Linked DNA regions of Manis pentadactyla: region 2 is linked to region 1. The links are chromatin contacts, called in public Hi-C maps. All regions are on one chromosome and are shown on one strand. Each heading gives the region's core, a stretch centred on a gene start, on an enhancer-like site or on the middle of the called end of the contact. The rest is flanking DNA. Distances are from core to core; before and after follow the strand shown.

The links. Hi-C and Micro-C count contacts between places; a contact is called where the count stands out from the background.
Region 2: a contact with region 1 is called in a Hi-C map of skin fibroblasts, with 6 times the contacts expected there. The contact joins the promoter of LEKR1 here to the promoter of TIPARP in region 1. A contact is called at or near these places in 2 of 3 Hi-C or Micro-C datasets (fibroblasts and skin fibroblasts).

Annotation. Positions count from the first base shown.
Region 1 is chr1:89,681,369-89,688,492 of mManPen7.hap1, reverse strand. TIPARP (TCDD inducible poly(ADP-ribose) polymerase) reads right to left here and starts at 4,188. Exons shown (of 6, transcript XM_036904130.2): 1 at 3,996-4,188; 2 at 107-1,059. The coding sequence starts at 1,020. LOC118921962 (a long non-coding RNA gene) reads left to right here and starts at 4,348. Exons shown (of 5, transcript XR_008996831.1): 1 at 4,348-4,526.
Region 2 is chr1:89,843,031-89,850,154 of mManPen7.hap1, reverse strand. It overlaps LEKR1 (leucine, glutamate and lysine rich 1), which reads right to left and starts at 3,955. Exons shown (of 14, transcript XM_057499450.1): 1 at 3,763-3,955; 2 at 2,880-3,300; 3 at 789-878. The coding sequence starts at 836.

The DNA of each region.
Region 1 (7,124 bases), core at 2,939-5,438:
AAACCTGTTAGATTACTACTGAAAGAAACTACCCTACCTATTATCTTTTATTAACTTAATCTTCTCTAAAGGACTTAACAGCTTTAAAATAGTTATAAATACATACCCATACTTCATTCTCATTCTATCATTCTCTGGGTTACAGTAAAATCTTTCCAAGTGCTCCTGGGAATCGTTGGACACACTCTGCCACTTACGCGTAGTTGTTCTCTTGATCTGCCAATGATATGGCAAGATCGTGTGGTGCTTCAAACAATCCCTGCCATAGATACAAGTGCCTTGCAAGAAGTCCATGCAAATTTCAATTCCATTCTCTTGGTGAGTATGGTACTGTAGCTGGTTCACCAGTTCAAACACAAGGTCAAGGGAAGCCTCCTCACTTTTATCCTGAAAGAGCTCAGTACTCAATTTATCACTGGTGTCCAAAATGTACTGGATTGTAAAACCGCTGTCTTGGAAACCCCCTGGAATGTAATCCATGACTTTGTCTATGCAGTCAGGACTAGTAGGAACATCACCTGAAACTGGGTGTAAAAGGTCAGTCTGGAAGTGCCCTGCTGTAGAATCTTCCACTGTCCCATTGATGGTTTCTGATGGAAAGCTGTGATCCTGGATTGGAACCACTTGTTCTGGAGCATCAGTGGAAGGATGGGCTTCTGATATTTGGCCCCCGACATTGGTCCCATCAGAAATTAGGACAGACATACTGTTTTCTGGTGGACATGATGGATTGATTTCCAGGGGTTTTTTCACCATAGGTTTATGTAAGCTGTTTGCATCCGCACTCTGGTTTCTAGATCTAAAAACCCCATCAAGCGAGCCAGATTCTAACAAAGTATTTAATATTGGCCTCAAAGACCTCAGGGTTTCGGTTCCCAATCTCTTCTGATCTTTTTTCTTAAAACAAGTCTTCAATGGAGTTATTTTCTCAGAGAGTCTCATCTGGCATGAAAAGTCATGAGTAGGAGAAGGCGGCTGCACTACACAGTCTGGCTCAGGTTCGGTGGTTTCCATTTCCATGATGTGGTTTAGTTCCAATTGCTCCTCAGTCTAAAAATCCTACCAGGAAAGGAAAGAAGATCATTTACAAGCTGACAACAACTGAATCCAATTCATTGATCAAAACGTTTTGTTTTAGTCTGCGACTAAGTCCCTGTAGTCACTCTCTTTATATTTCATCTTTATGGATCAACTTAAATTTTATTGAGAAATCAAGACTCTAAAGCAGCTAAGACTATTCAAAAGTCCACAGCAGGTAAAGCTAAAAGAGAGAGAGTATTTTCTGAAAGGCTCTTGACATTTATTTGTGGACAACAAACGACGACTTCTAATTCTGCTGGGTATGAATTTTCACTTGAAGTCTAGGGTAGTGTGGGAGGATGCAGGGTAGAAATATGTGCATCTATCTGATGACAGCAGGGAAACCACATCTCTGCTGCTTTGTGGTTGTCTTTACAGTTGTTTATGTGTCACCTATCTCATGAGGTGGCAAAAACTGTTTCTGTGTAAAAAAAAAGTTCAAATGAAGGATAAACCTCAAAGTTAAATAGTGAGTGAATTTGGGGTATGGAGATATACTCAGTAAATAGGAGTTCTCAACTGAAATGTTATATAGGAGAAAGCCAGGCGACTGTTGAAGCACTTCTATATTCCAGAAAGTTCAACTATATTCTTCAAGAATGTTAGGGGTGTATTTTTGCAATCCTCCAAGCATTACCACCACCAGATAGATGCTCCATAATATTTTTGGCTTAATTACTGAAGAAAAACCTCCTATTAAATGACTAGAGGAGGAGTACTAGGGCTTGTTTAGCAACAGAAGCTACATCAGCAAAACCACTACACAGTTTTAGAAACCAGACAGCTTCGTAACTCAGAAGGAGCCTCCTTGTTCTTGTCTTCAGAAGTTATATATATGCATTTTTTTAAAAAGGCAAATGAAGGCATATTACAGAAAAATTACACAAGAATGTAAAACACACACCAAATTTCAGATTCTTAACGAACTACTACTACTGATGCTAGAGAAGTGCTTTCTTCAAAAATAAGACCTCTCGGGGAAAAAACAAACTAGAACATAAAGTAAAAACCAAAGAAAACTTTTAAAATGACACATGGTGTCTCCTCCACAATCTACCATCCACTAATTCTTAAAATATTCACTACGCATTGGGTTGGTGATGAGCAATTAATCCTCTTCTCTCTTGTCCAGCAGATTGAAAGAGATCTTTGATTCAAGGGCCCATGACTTCAAGTATGCTTCCCAAGAGTGCCTAACACAAATGTACAAGGTAGATGCTCCATAATATTTTTGGCTTAATTACTGAAGAAAAACCTCCTATTAAATGACTAGTTCTGTTAGTCTTTATGGGTCAATAGTAACAAAATGATAAAACTGAGTACTCAGAAATATGAATACTAAAGATCTAATTAGATTCCTGAATCGATGTGTAAAAAGTGCACAGTGATTGAGCTCAAAAGAAATTGCACAGTATATAACGAAGTGTTAGGGTGCACAGTAAGTACAAAATGAAAAGGTACAGAAAGGAGAGCTCAGTGTGCGCTGGCATTGTTAGGGAAAGCTTCACCAAAGCGGGACTTGACATAAGACATAAATCAACTGGAAAGCAGCCAAGCCAGGAGTTATTATTCATTTGGTGATCTTGCCTCAAGGCACAATTGGCATAGACAGTGGTATTCCCTCTCCACCACACCAAATCGGGCTGTGCCTTCCCCCACGAACGCACACACACATAACCACTCCAATCACACCCAATCAGGGCAGAACAGACAGTAAGCCAATTTTATTTATATGTCTGTATAGACATACTACAACTTTTCCTGCTTTCGCCCTCCGTCAAACTCGGAAATAAAACTGAGAAACAGGCAGAGAACAGGAGCGGCTGGAGTGGGGAAATCACTAGAAGCTAGTTCCTCAATTAGTTTGCATAACAGAAAAATAAGATTGGAAGGACACTTCCTCCGGTCCCCGCTGCAGGCGACCTACCGCTCCACCCTTCACCTCGTGATGCCCCCGGGTCTCCTGCACCGCCAACCCCGAGCGCTGTCCCCGGAAAACGGCTGCTCCAAACTCAGTAATCTGGCCGGCCAGCCGCCGCCAGACTCCCGGACGTCGAGCGCGGGTCCGAGCGACGCCTCCTACCGGCAGCGGCGGTTTGCGCAGCTCCGCGCCGCCCGACTGAGGAAACGCCCGGCGCGGCCGATTCCGGGTGTCCTCAAGCCTCGCCCCCGCCCTCCCCGCGGTAGGCGACCCCAGAATCCTCGGCCCAGCCTCCTCCCAACGGGCGACCCGCGCCCAGGCTTCCCTCCATCCCAGAGGCCCCTCCGGCACCTTCCACGGTTAGTTTCGTCTTCACCTTGTTAACCGACCTTCCCGAGAGGGTCGTCCTGCGAGTCCCGGAGGCTCGCAGAACTGACTCGCGAAGCGCCGCGAAAACGCGGTGGGAGCTTCTCAGCGCGGCGGGGCGGACGACGACTTCTGAGCCTTCAAAGTTAATGTGAAAACAGCCCGCAAACTTCTGGGTTGCAACCGGGACGCAGGTCCGCCGGAAGGCGCCCCCAGCTGCCGGGGCCTCCCCTCGGTCTGCCGAGGGCACCCCCCCACGCTACGCCCGCCTCCGAGCGCCCGGGGTCTGCCCCGCGGGGGAGGCCGCCCAGTCGCGACTCCGCGCCCGCTCGAGTGCGAATGCGGAGACGCCGGCGATCTGACGAAGCCCTTCAGTGTCTTCCTCTGATTTATACACCTGCCAGCTGCCCTAAGTGACTAAGTGGTAAACCAATTCCATCCCGATATAGACGGGATCCCAGTGAATTCGGTTTAAAAAGGCACGGACTAAATATCAAGACACTCTAGATCCGCGAGAGGCTGCGAGGCTGCCCCCTCCAGCGCCCACCACCCCCGCTAGGGTCCCTTGTCGGCCCCTCAGAGCGCACCGGGAGCCCTTTACCTGAACAGGCAGCCTGAGAGAACCAACCTCTGAAGACGCGTCGCGGCTCCAGCGGCTTTCTGGCAGCGTCCGCGCCGGGGGGCTGGCGCCGAGGGCCGGCTCGGGCGTCTAGGGGTCGAAGACCGGAGACGGGACGAGCAGCGCCCGGGCCATTCCGCCAGCCGAGCGCAGAAAACCGCCACAGTACTCCCAACACAGCTCGCTCGCCTGTCACCTCGAGCTCTGCCTTAAAGTGGCTTCCGGTCGCCTCCTCTCGGCAGCCCAGTCGCGGAGGCGGAGCTGGGGAGGCGGGGTCGGAGGCGGTGAGGGGAAAGGGCTGGGCGCTGAGTGGGTGCCGGGAAGGAGGCCCGCCCTGCGTGTGCGTACGCGCTCGCTAGAGGGGAGGTCCGCGGGGTGTGCGTGCGGCGGACGCGTGCTCCCGCGAGGGGGCGTGTCCTTTTGCGGGCCGGCCGGACGTCTACGCGCGTCGCGGAACGCGCAGCTGTGAGGAAGAAAGGTGCGCGCCGCGTCGGGCGGGCTCCACCTGCCTGCGGACAGGGAGGGTCGCTGTGTTCCGAGGTAACCTAGGCACCCGAGAGAGAATGTGAAACGGAACCACCCATTTCTGTTCTGTTCGCCTCGCTACAGGCCTCCCGTCCTGACGCCGCCGGACCCCGAGAGGAGGCGAACGGCCGCTTCCAGTTCTGCGGCCAGACGGGGTCGCCCGTCCCATATCGGACGAGCGGACCGTGCACCGGGACCGGCTGCTACCCGGCTGGGTTGCAATCAATCCCGTCTCAGTAGGAACGGGCGCAGCATTCACAAGGGAAACGTGGCTTTGGGGTTTTGATGGTAAAGGCGCGAATACGTGTGTTTTAAAGCCCACAAACAGTAATTTATTTATTCAACAAATATTTGTCGAGCGCGCGTTGTGTGCCAGGCATGAACTAGACTTGGCTACAGCCCTGATCAACCCGGACGCCATGCCTGTCTTCGTGGAGCTTGCAGAGCTCCATGTGCTCACCTTTAAAATACACACACTGCTTGTGAATTTGCCATATTTTCTGGATTGTAGAATACCTTAGAAGGTTAGTCCATATATTGAATAGCTTTTCAGTGGTGGAGGAAAAAAACATTACATTAAATTCATATAATCACTATATATGGGGAAAAACGCCCTGGTCAAAATCACTATTTTTGATCACTATAGACAGTGATCAAAAATCACTATTAGCCTCATGACAATCACTATTAGATCATTATTTTTTATTTTGACTAGGGTGTTTTTCTGTATCCCCAAAAACTGGCAGAGAAAGGAACACAGTTTGCTAAGGGATGCAGTCAGCCTGTAGCATGGCATCCAAACTGATTTAATTCCATAATTTGGAGATTTTTCTGGGTTGAAAAGCCAACTATTACCTTACTGGACATGGTAGCTTAGGAGCTAAGAGGTGGAAATACATATTATGGTTCCAAGACTTTTAAACTCTTCCAAACCAGACTGGGTGACAAACTAGCAAAGAATAGATTGAGGGTATTGTCTCCCCAGCAGGCTCATTTCAAATTGCATCAAGGCAGGGCAGTTAAACTAAGGTGGGAATAATATGGAGAGAATTCAGAGGTTAATAGGTAAAAGACAAGAATTTTCAAGCTTAAAAACTGTATTAAGATCTTGGTCTGTGCCTAGTCATATATGGAATTGCCTAGAAGCAAGTATCTGGGTTTAAATCTACCATTTTACTATTTGTTTTCTATTTGTTTCATCAGTTCTATATTCTTTCATGCCTTATTTTGGATTTAATATTTTTAATTGTGTTCTCTCCCAACAACTAGGTTGTTTGTTATACATTCTTTATTCTTTTAGAAGTGTTTCAGTTGTTTGTTGCTATGTACAAACCACCCAAAAACTTAATGACCTAAAACCACTCTTATTTGCTCATAATTCTGGATTCTCTGGCTCAGGAATTCAGTCAGGGCATGGTGCAGGTGGCTCATCTCTGCTCCATGATGTCTGGAGCCTCAACTGGGGTGGCCAGAGGCCTGGGGCCTGGCTCAGCTAGGGCCATATGTCTTGAGCCTCTGTTCTGGCTATTGGCTGGGTTCCCTGGTTTTTCTCTACAGAGCTGCCCCTCACAGCATGGTAATTTCAGGGTTCTAAGAGGTAACATTCCAAGAGGACAAGCCTTACATCAACACTTAGTTATGTGGCAATAGCCAAAGCAAGTCACATGACCAAGCTCAGTGTCAATGTGGGAAGGGTATGTATAAGGCCATGAATATTGGGAAGTGTGATTCATTGAGATCCAATTAGCTTAAGGGAAAATCACCTTAATTCAATCAGGGATTAATGATTAAAAGTTATATCCAGGGAGTAGCCCTTTGGAATTCCAATTTAAATCTTTCCTCCTCAGGCCCTGAACTCAAATTTTTCACTCTCTACTCCCTGCCCACTCCCCTTTAGGCAGCAGAGAACTCTAGTTAGTTCTCAGCCTCTCCACCACTGCTTTCAGAATGTTAAAGGGAAAGGTGGCATCAGATTCTAGACTTACCACTTTTGGGTCTAGGCTTCCCAGACTGATAAAAATTGTACTGCTTCAGAAAAGGTATCCTCCACAATGTCCACTTCAGATGTGACCCCTGGAAGATAAAAGAATAGGAAGCTCTCCTACAGAATAGAACCAGAAACTGACAGATTAACTCACCAAGGGCATCGTTTCCTTGCTGTAATTATCCAACAGGACTTTGAGATGTTCTATGAACCAGTGATCACTGTGTATTTTCCATTTTCCTCTTTTCTGAATGGGAGTTTTAGCAACATCCTGTACTTTGTCTATCCACCATTACTTATTAGAAGTATTGAGGCAGATAACTTTTCTTTAAAAATTGGTTGCCAGAGTGTGGAGATCCACACTTTTGATGGTGAGTACCCAACATCATTGGGACTTATGGAGCCTGGACTCTGAGCTCATTGCAGTACCTGGATAACACTTTGGGATTGTTTCTCCTAGGGAGAGGATGAGTGTATTGCTTATATGAGAAGAAGGAGTAGACACTGCTTGTTGCCCCCTTTCTTATTAGGAAGATGCTATTACTTCTTTTTTTGGAGGAGGAGGAGGACTGGGAGGGCTACCAATGTGCCTAGTCAAAAAAAATTCGTTTCCCTAGATCCCATAACGG
Region 2 (7,124 bases), core at 2,706-5,205, 160 kb before region 1:
TTACTGAAAAACCTGAATGATTAATGATAGCTAAGCTTTGAGGTTTCAATTCACAATTTGCCAGTCAGTTTCAAAGAGATATTTTTTAAATTATACTCTTAACACTGTATTCGTTGCCAAACTAAATATGGGAGAAATGTTTTTCCCTGAGGACAGATAAGAACAGGGAGGAGGTTACATAGGAACTGCAGAGAACTGATTGTTAACCAGATTAGATGAGCTGGTATATATGTAAGGGCTTAAAACAATGCCTGGTGCACAGTAAGTTACAAGAATTAAGGTAAAACTAAAATAGACCCTTAGAGAGAGTCTTAAAAGCTCAGCATCATAAAAAGTTACAAACCAGTTATAATTTCTGCAGTGGTTTAATACTAATTTGTTTTGCAAATACAGAATAAGGATCACTTAAAATTCTAAACAGATCCATTTGTTTCAGGTTTTTTTCCTGAGAAGTTGCTAGAAAAACATATATATATATATATATATATATATATATACTATTTGGACATTCCTGGGGCCCTCTTTTCACAAGGGCTCCGCAAACACCTGGTCAAATACTATGCTGGAATTATATATCTGTCTTCTTCCACAGGTCAAACATTCTTTGCACTGAATTGAATTCTACAATTCTGGCCACTGTGAATTATTCCCTTCACTACCAAACCAATTTCAATACAGATCCCTTGACCAAAACAAATATTAAACCTCTGAATTTACTCCCCTAGGTTTTGGAATTCTGTAAACATACTCCTAATGTTACACTGTAATAACACATTATGATATCATACCTTTTGGATTTCCTCAGGTAGCTCATATATAGGAATGTGACGATCCATAATTTCCCAAAATATGCTGAGGGACCTCTGAAGTAAAATAAGCTAAAAACATTGACGGCAATAGTTAGAACTGTAATAGTATGAAGAAAATTCAAATTAAAAGATATAAATTACTGGGAGTATTTGGGGATGAATAATGATAACTGTTTCAATAGGTATTTGTTTCAACTCAGTGCTAAAAGGTAGAACTGTGCCTTTCAGTTATTAAGCCAATAGAACAGGAAGGACATAGAGTCTGCTCAGTTAGAAATGGTATTTTCTTTCTTCAGAACCTTATAGTCTAATTCTAATTTCTGTGATGGTTTACTATTATTTGCTTTGCAAATACTTGGTAAGGATCACTTATTTTAAACAGATCCACTCATTCCGTTTTTTTCTGAAAAACTGATTTAAAAATATCTAAATATATCAATCCAGCAGATAAGAAAAGCAACTGTGACATGAATGCTGGTTTAAATGATGAAGTACAGGAAAAAAAAGTACCAGGCTAAGTATGGTATGCAGGTATTGAACAGAAGAGTTGTCAAAGCATGAGAAGCCAAGTGTCAATATTACCTAAGATGAGCATTTGCATATTTTTATGCAGCTGATTTACTTTTAATAGATTTTCATTTTCTAATATAACATAATTCAAGGTAAAACTCTATCACTCCTTTCATAATAACACACAAGACAGAGGAACACTTTGGGAAAGAATAGACAGTCCAGTTGCATGAGTGAGAGATGTGTGTATATATAGAGAGAGTTGGCAATAGAAGGGGCCAGCAGAGTAAGATGATACAGACATAATTCCATAGCTGGGAAGTTCTGTGTGTCAGGAGTTGTAGAGAAGGAACAATATAGGAATTCAGGGAAGAAAAATGTCTCATTTTTCTGAAGGGAGTGGAGAATTAGTAAAGACTTCCTGAGGCTATTTGCTTTTGATCAGGGCAGGATCTTGGCAAAGAGACTGGAGAGGCACAGTACTCTGTCACAGACAGCAACCCCAGCAGGGGCAAGGTGGCAGGGACATTGTAGCTGACTAAAATTCCTGTAGTGGTAGCATTTCTTTAAATTATGCAACCATTAGTGGAAGAGAAGATTCCGCATCTTGTGTGTTAGTACAAAGCCCATGTTTTAATGAGCTGCTATTTAAAACAAGTAACAAGCTGCCTTCCTATATAGACACATAAAATGTGTGTGTGGGAGGGGGGTGTAAAGTTAACTGGGGTGGAGGTAAAGTTAACTGACATGGTTAACATAGGCCCACATGGCCAAGTACATCATCTAAAGTTAGGCAGACTGTCTCTGTGATGTAGCAAGAGCTCATTATTCATAGAAGATTTATTATTCACAGAAGATTCATTATTCTCATTTCCACCATTTTACAGTGGCACTCACCATCAGTAAAATAAGATGGCATGATCCTAACTAAATTGTATTGGGAGTCGAATTTTTCCTAAAATTATCAACTAAATGTCCTTTTAAAATTCCACCCATAAAATTATTTGAGAGCATGAATCTAATGATGGTATAAACAAGGCACCAGTGGAAGTTTTTTATTTCTGTAAATATCATCATTGTCTGTAAATTCGTTCCAACTCTGTGGCCTTACTATACCGAGGGAAATAATTGGCAGTTTTCTTATTGAGGAAAAATTTAAAACAAAATACACTGCCAACCCAGAAAATCCCTCCACAATGAAGAAAGAAACAATTTTATTATTGAATTAGCAGTTAACCAGACTGATGCACAGCACAATCTGCTGAGATACAAAAACAAAGAAATCTCATTTTTTTATACAGCCAAGCAGATATAATCCATTACATACACGTTCTCAAGGTAAATGGTAACTTTGTCTTCAACACAGCTTACTATATATTCTTTCCTAATTCGTTTTAAATTCCCCTGGAAATTGAAGTAGCCATCTGTGCTATCTTAATTGCGTTTGTTCGAAGGAATACATATCGCTAAGACAAAGCAGGCTGTTACTAAAAGTAAGGTGCCTATGCTAAACTCCCAAGGTGATAAGGTGATAGGGGTGCTGTCTTCTTTGAGGCTTACATTTTAAAGAAATGGCTCCCAATTCCTCAAACTGCGTCTTTAAAAAAACTTGCATATATGTATTAAAGGAATAGAGGATACATTCACAAATGTGAGGTTTCTCAAAAAAAGGGGGGGAGTCTCTTTTCCTCTTGGCAACAGTAAAATTTTTAATTTATCCTTACATTATTTTGCCTGTTTTATTGAGCCCCTTTTATTATTTGACATTACACACGCATAGACTGCCCTTCAGCAACAGGTGAGGTAATAACTGACAGCAGCCACGTAGGTATTTGTGAACCCGCAAACAGGATAACGAGGAACATGTCAAAAATTCAGAAATGTCCATGATTATTCACTTCCGATTCCCTTCTTCACACCAGTGTCACGTTGGGTCATTAACTCACGTTCAGCTTTCAGGCCTTCTCATAAAGAACTTCCCCTGGAGTGAATCACCCACAAAAGAGCAGGTCAGAGTCAGGTGAAGCGGAGTTCACGACCTAAAACTTTGCTGAAGAGGCAGGATTTTCCAAATAGAAACCACTGCAAGACCAGCCAAACTGCTGGAAGGGTTTTGAAATCTGTCCCTTTCTAACCCCGTTCCCTCGGGAACCGCGGTGGCAGAAAAAAAGAAGAGGGCGCAGGGGTGAGGCCAAGCCGCGCATTCCGGGGGAGAAGAGGGCGCCGGAGCCGGCGGGCTCGAGGAGACAAAAGCTGGGGCCGCAGAGCGGAGCGGAGGCGAGGCTCGGAATCCCATCCCCTCGCCGCAGCGCCGCGGCTCAGCTTCCGGCCCTCTCCCTGGATGCCAACACGCCTCCGCTCCGGAACTGCATCCCGGGGGACCGGGTCATCCCGGGGGACCGGGTCATCCCGGGGCTCAAGGAAGCCATTCATTATCTCTCACCTACACCTCGATGCTACCAGATGCGAAACGGCTTTCCCGGTCTCCCGGGAGACCGGGCCTCACGTCGGCATGACGTCTGGGCGCAGTGACGTCAAGGCCCACGCCGCTCACCAACGCGGAAGCGGTGCTCTCCCACCCCGCCCGTTCCCCAAGCGCCGGGCGGAAGAGGGATCGTTGGGGGGTCGGGGGCAGTGGCTGCACTTACTCGGAAAGCTGGGGGAGGGAGGGAAAGGGCTTGGAGGGCGGGCTGGAGACGTGGTAGGACTGAGGGTATGGCGGAAGACGTCCCCAGCCCTTTCGTGCTTTGGAGAGAGACACTCCCGGGGGTTCAGGCTCCAGTCCATCTTGCCTATCGTCCCTGGCTCTAGGGTCCCCGAGGCAGACAAAGCAGTGGGCAATTAATTGTTCTTGATCAGAAAGGAGAGTTGCCTATGGAAGAAATGGGTGTAATAGGAAGCTCTGGTCACAGTCACTGCCGCGAAGGGCAAATTAATTGGGAAAGCATTGGTTAAATTTTCATCCTAGTCCAAAAGTAGTTAAGATGAAGGGCTTAGTTCAGAAGGTATCTTGAGAACCCTAGTTCACAATTTGTTGCTTTATGGAAGGCTGCCCACCCTTACACGCGAATTGCTTTCCTTCCTTCATAAAGCTGGTATTTACTGATGACCTACTAGGCGACAAGTACTGCATACCAGGATGGGGTGATGCTGTGACTAACCCAGACAGGGGCTGCCATTGGAATGATTTGCAAGTGACTCATTTGTAGTCCAGATTTCTCCTTTTTAGGGTTACCTGAGGTCCAGAATGCAGCTCTTCGAAGAAAGAAAACCTTTGCAGCTCGCTAGCAGGAAAAGAGACTTGTTACTACTGAATGAAGTTACAGTTGAGTAAATACAAAGAAAATCAGGTAAAACCTATAGACTTAGAGGAGAGGTCAAATAATGCAGAGCAGTACTAAAACAGTAGTCACACTGATGATTGATACCTTTTTATAAGTGAAAATGACATCATGAAGTACTGACACTTCTAAAAGCCTTATTCCACAAAACACTAGATGTCTTCTTTAGATGTACCCTGAACACTTTATCTGATGGATATTTTTGCCCCAACGCCTGCCAGTGACTTCCATTTAATTGGAAAAGATAGGCAATAATTAGGATTGAAGCGAGGATGTGGGGTGGGGCAGAGGACATCCAATGAAGTGTTCAAGGATGGTATGCTTTTGAGAAGCTCAAAGAACTTTCAGAGCTTTTCATTCTTAGCATGTTTTTTTTCTTTGGAGGACAATGAAGGTAGGACTGTTCTCATTTTGTAACACTGGGGGTTTAGATATAGGGCACAAAAAACAACTCATCCCATTTCCATTGAGTGCTTTATCTGGAACAGGAATTGCACACCTAAAGCAAGATCATTCTGTTCTGAGCCTAGTTAGGTAAGTAGTATTATTCATAAAGTTTGGTAAGTAGTAGGCTCCCACCCTTCCTGGAAAGGATGTGGGAAAATACTACTTTGCAAGTCTGATAAAAATATCAGAAAGTCTATCTGAGATTGCTAATTTCAAAGTGAGCTCAGAACTGTGCAAAGGCAGCATGGCAAAATTACAGTTAGCCCAACTTTATTTTTATCCTGTGAATCAGAACACAGTACAATTGCTATCACCTCAAAAGTTTGAGTAAAATGGTTGCAGAGAGGCTTCTCAGGTTAGAAGCAACTATAGCCTTTACTGCTGTTTCTGGGTTCCATCCAATGCAAGTGCAGAATTTTTTTAAAGTCAACATTTATTAGGTAGGCTCTATTTACCAGCACTTCACACACAATATCTCAATTATTTGGAATCCTTCCAAACATAACTCAGATCCTACTTATTGTTCACTTTCACCTAAATGGTGGAAGTGGCCAAGGGTATGGTCCAACGTGATCACAGAAGAGTACTTAGGCTGAATATGAGTATAAACAGAAGCACCTGGGCCGATGTACTGTTGACTCTGCCAGCCAGCCAGTGGACCATCATCCTACTGTGCATTAGTAACATATGTAGATATCAGAGAGGTATTTAATTCCTAGAACTTCACTTCGTCTGAGACTTAACTTTCTTCATAATTTTATGATACAACTTCCAGTTTTTAAAAAGGAAGTCAGCTACAAGTGACCTTGCTTTGTTGTACTTACCTCAACACATTTTATTCCAAAACTGGATTTTCTTTCCTCATACTGTTTTTTTTCTTTAACTGCTCATCAACATTTAAACTTTTAGACTCCTTTGTAAAACCACTTTGTATAGTTTTGTACTGAACCCAGAATGACTCTATCCTGGAAATGGCTTTGACCACAAAATACTGTTTGTGAATTATGCTCTGTATGTTTCTGAATCCATCATATGTGCAGTATAAACAAGTACCTAATAAAATGAAGGTTCCAATGTTTTAGCATCTTTCTCTAGGATTTCAAATGTTTTGTCATCTGTGTACTCAGTTCATTTTAACCCTGAGAATATGATTATTGAATGGAATTTACAATGAGACAAGTCAGGCCTTTAAGTGATACTCTCAAATATTAAAAGTAAACCAAGCACTACAGTGAAACATTTGATGGTTATAAATGTATCCTCTTGTGGCCTGTTCACTCCTGAGAAAAGCTTTACCCCAAAATGTAGTATGTACCAAATACAGCTTAATATCTGTTACATGTTTATTATTAAAATATAATAGACATATAACATATTAGTTCCAGGTGTACATGATTCAATATTTGTATATATTGTGAAGTAATCACCACATTAAGTCTAGTTAACATCCATCACCACGCATGATTACAGTTTGTGTGTGTGTGATGAGAACTTTTAAGAACTTCTTTCTTAGAAACTTTCAATTATACAATATGGTATTATTAACTATAATAACCATGCTATACTTACATCCTCACAACTTATTTTCAAGAATGTATTTAAAAACACACACAAAAGAATAAAGCTCTTACAGCACTGACTTAAAACTCTTGTAATGAATTTGATGCTCAAAAATATGGCACTGATAGTTCTTTAAACTCTCAGCATCCAATGTCTAGTCTATAATAAATGCTAAGGAATTCAAAGACTGAAAAATGTCAACAGCCTTATGCATTTAAAAAACTTTGTAGAATTTGCTTATTTCTGAGATTTCTATAGGATTTTAATGAAGCATCTAGGAGTGTATTTATTTTGATAAGTGATTGGCAGAAGTGATTTCATTCTATCTTTATAGGGATGAAGTTCATTTTCTGTACCTGTAATTTTAGGTAGCTATGGAATTTATAGGAATCAAATTCTAGCAATTTTCCTGTCATTTTTTTATATCTATATTAATAGAATATATTTTAATGCCATT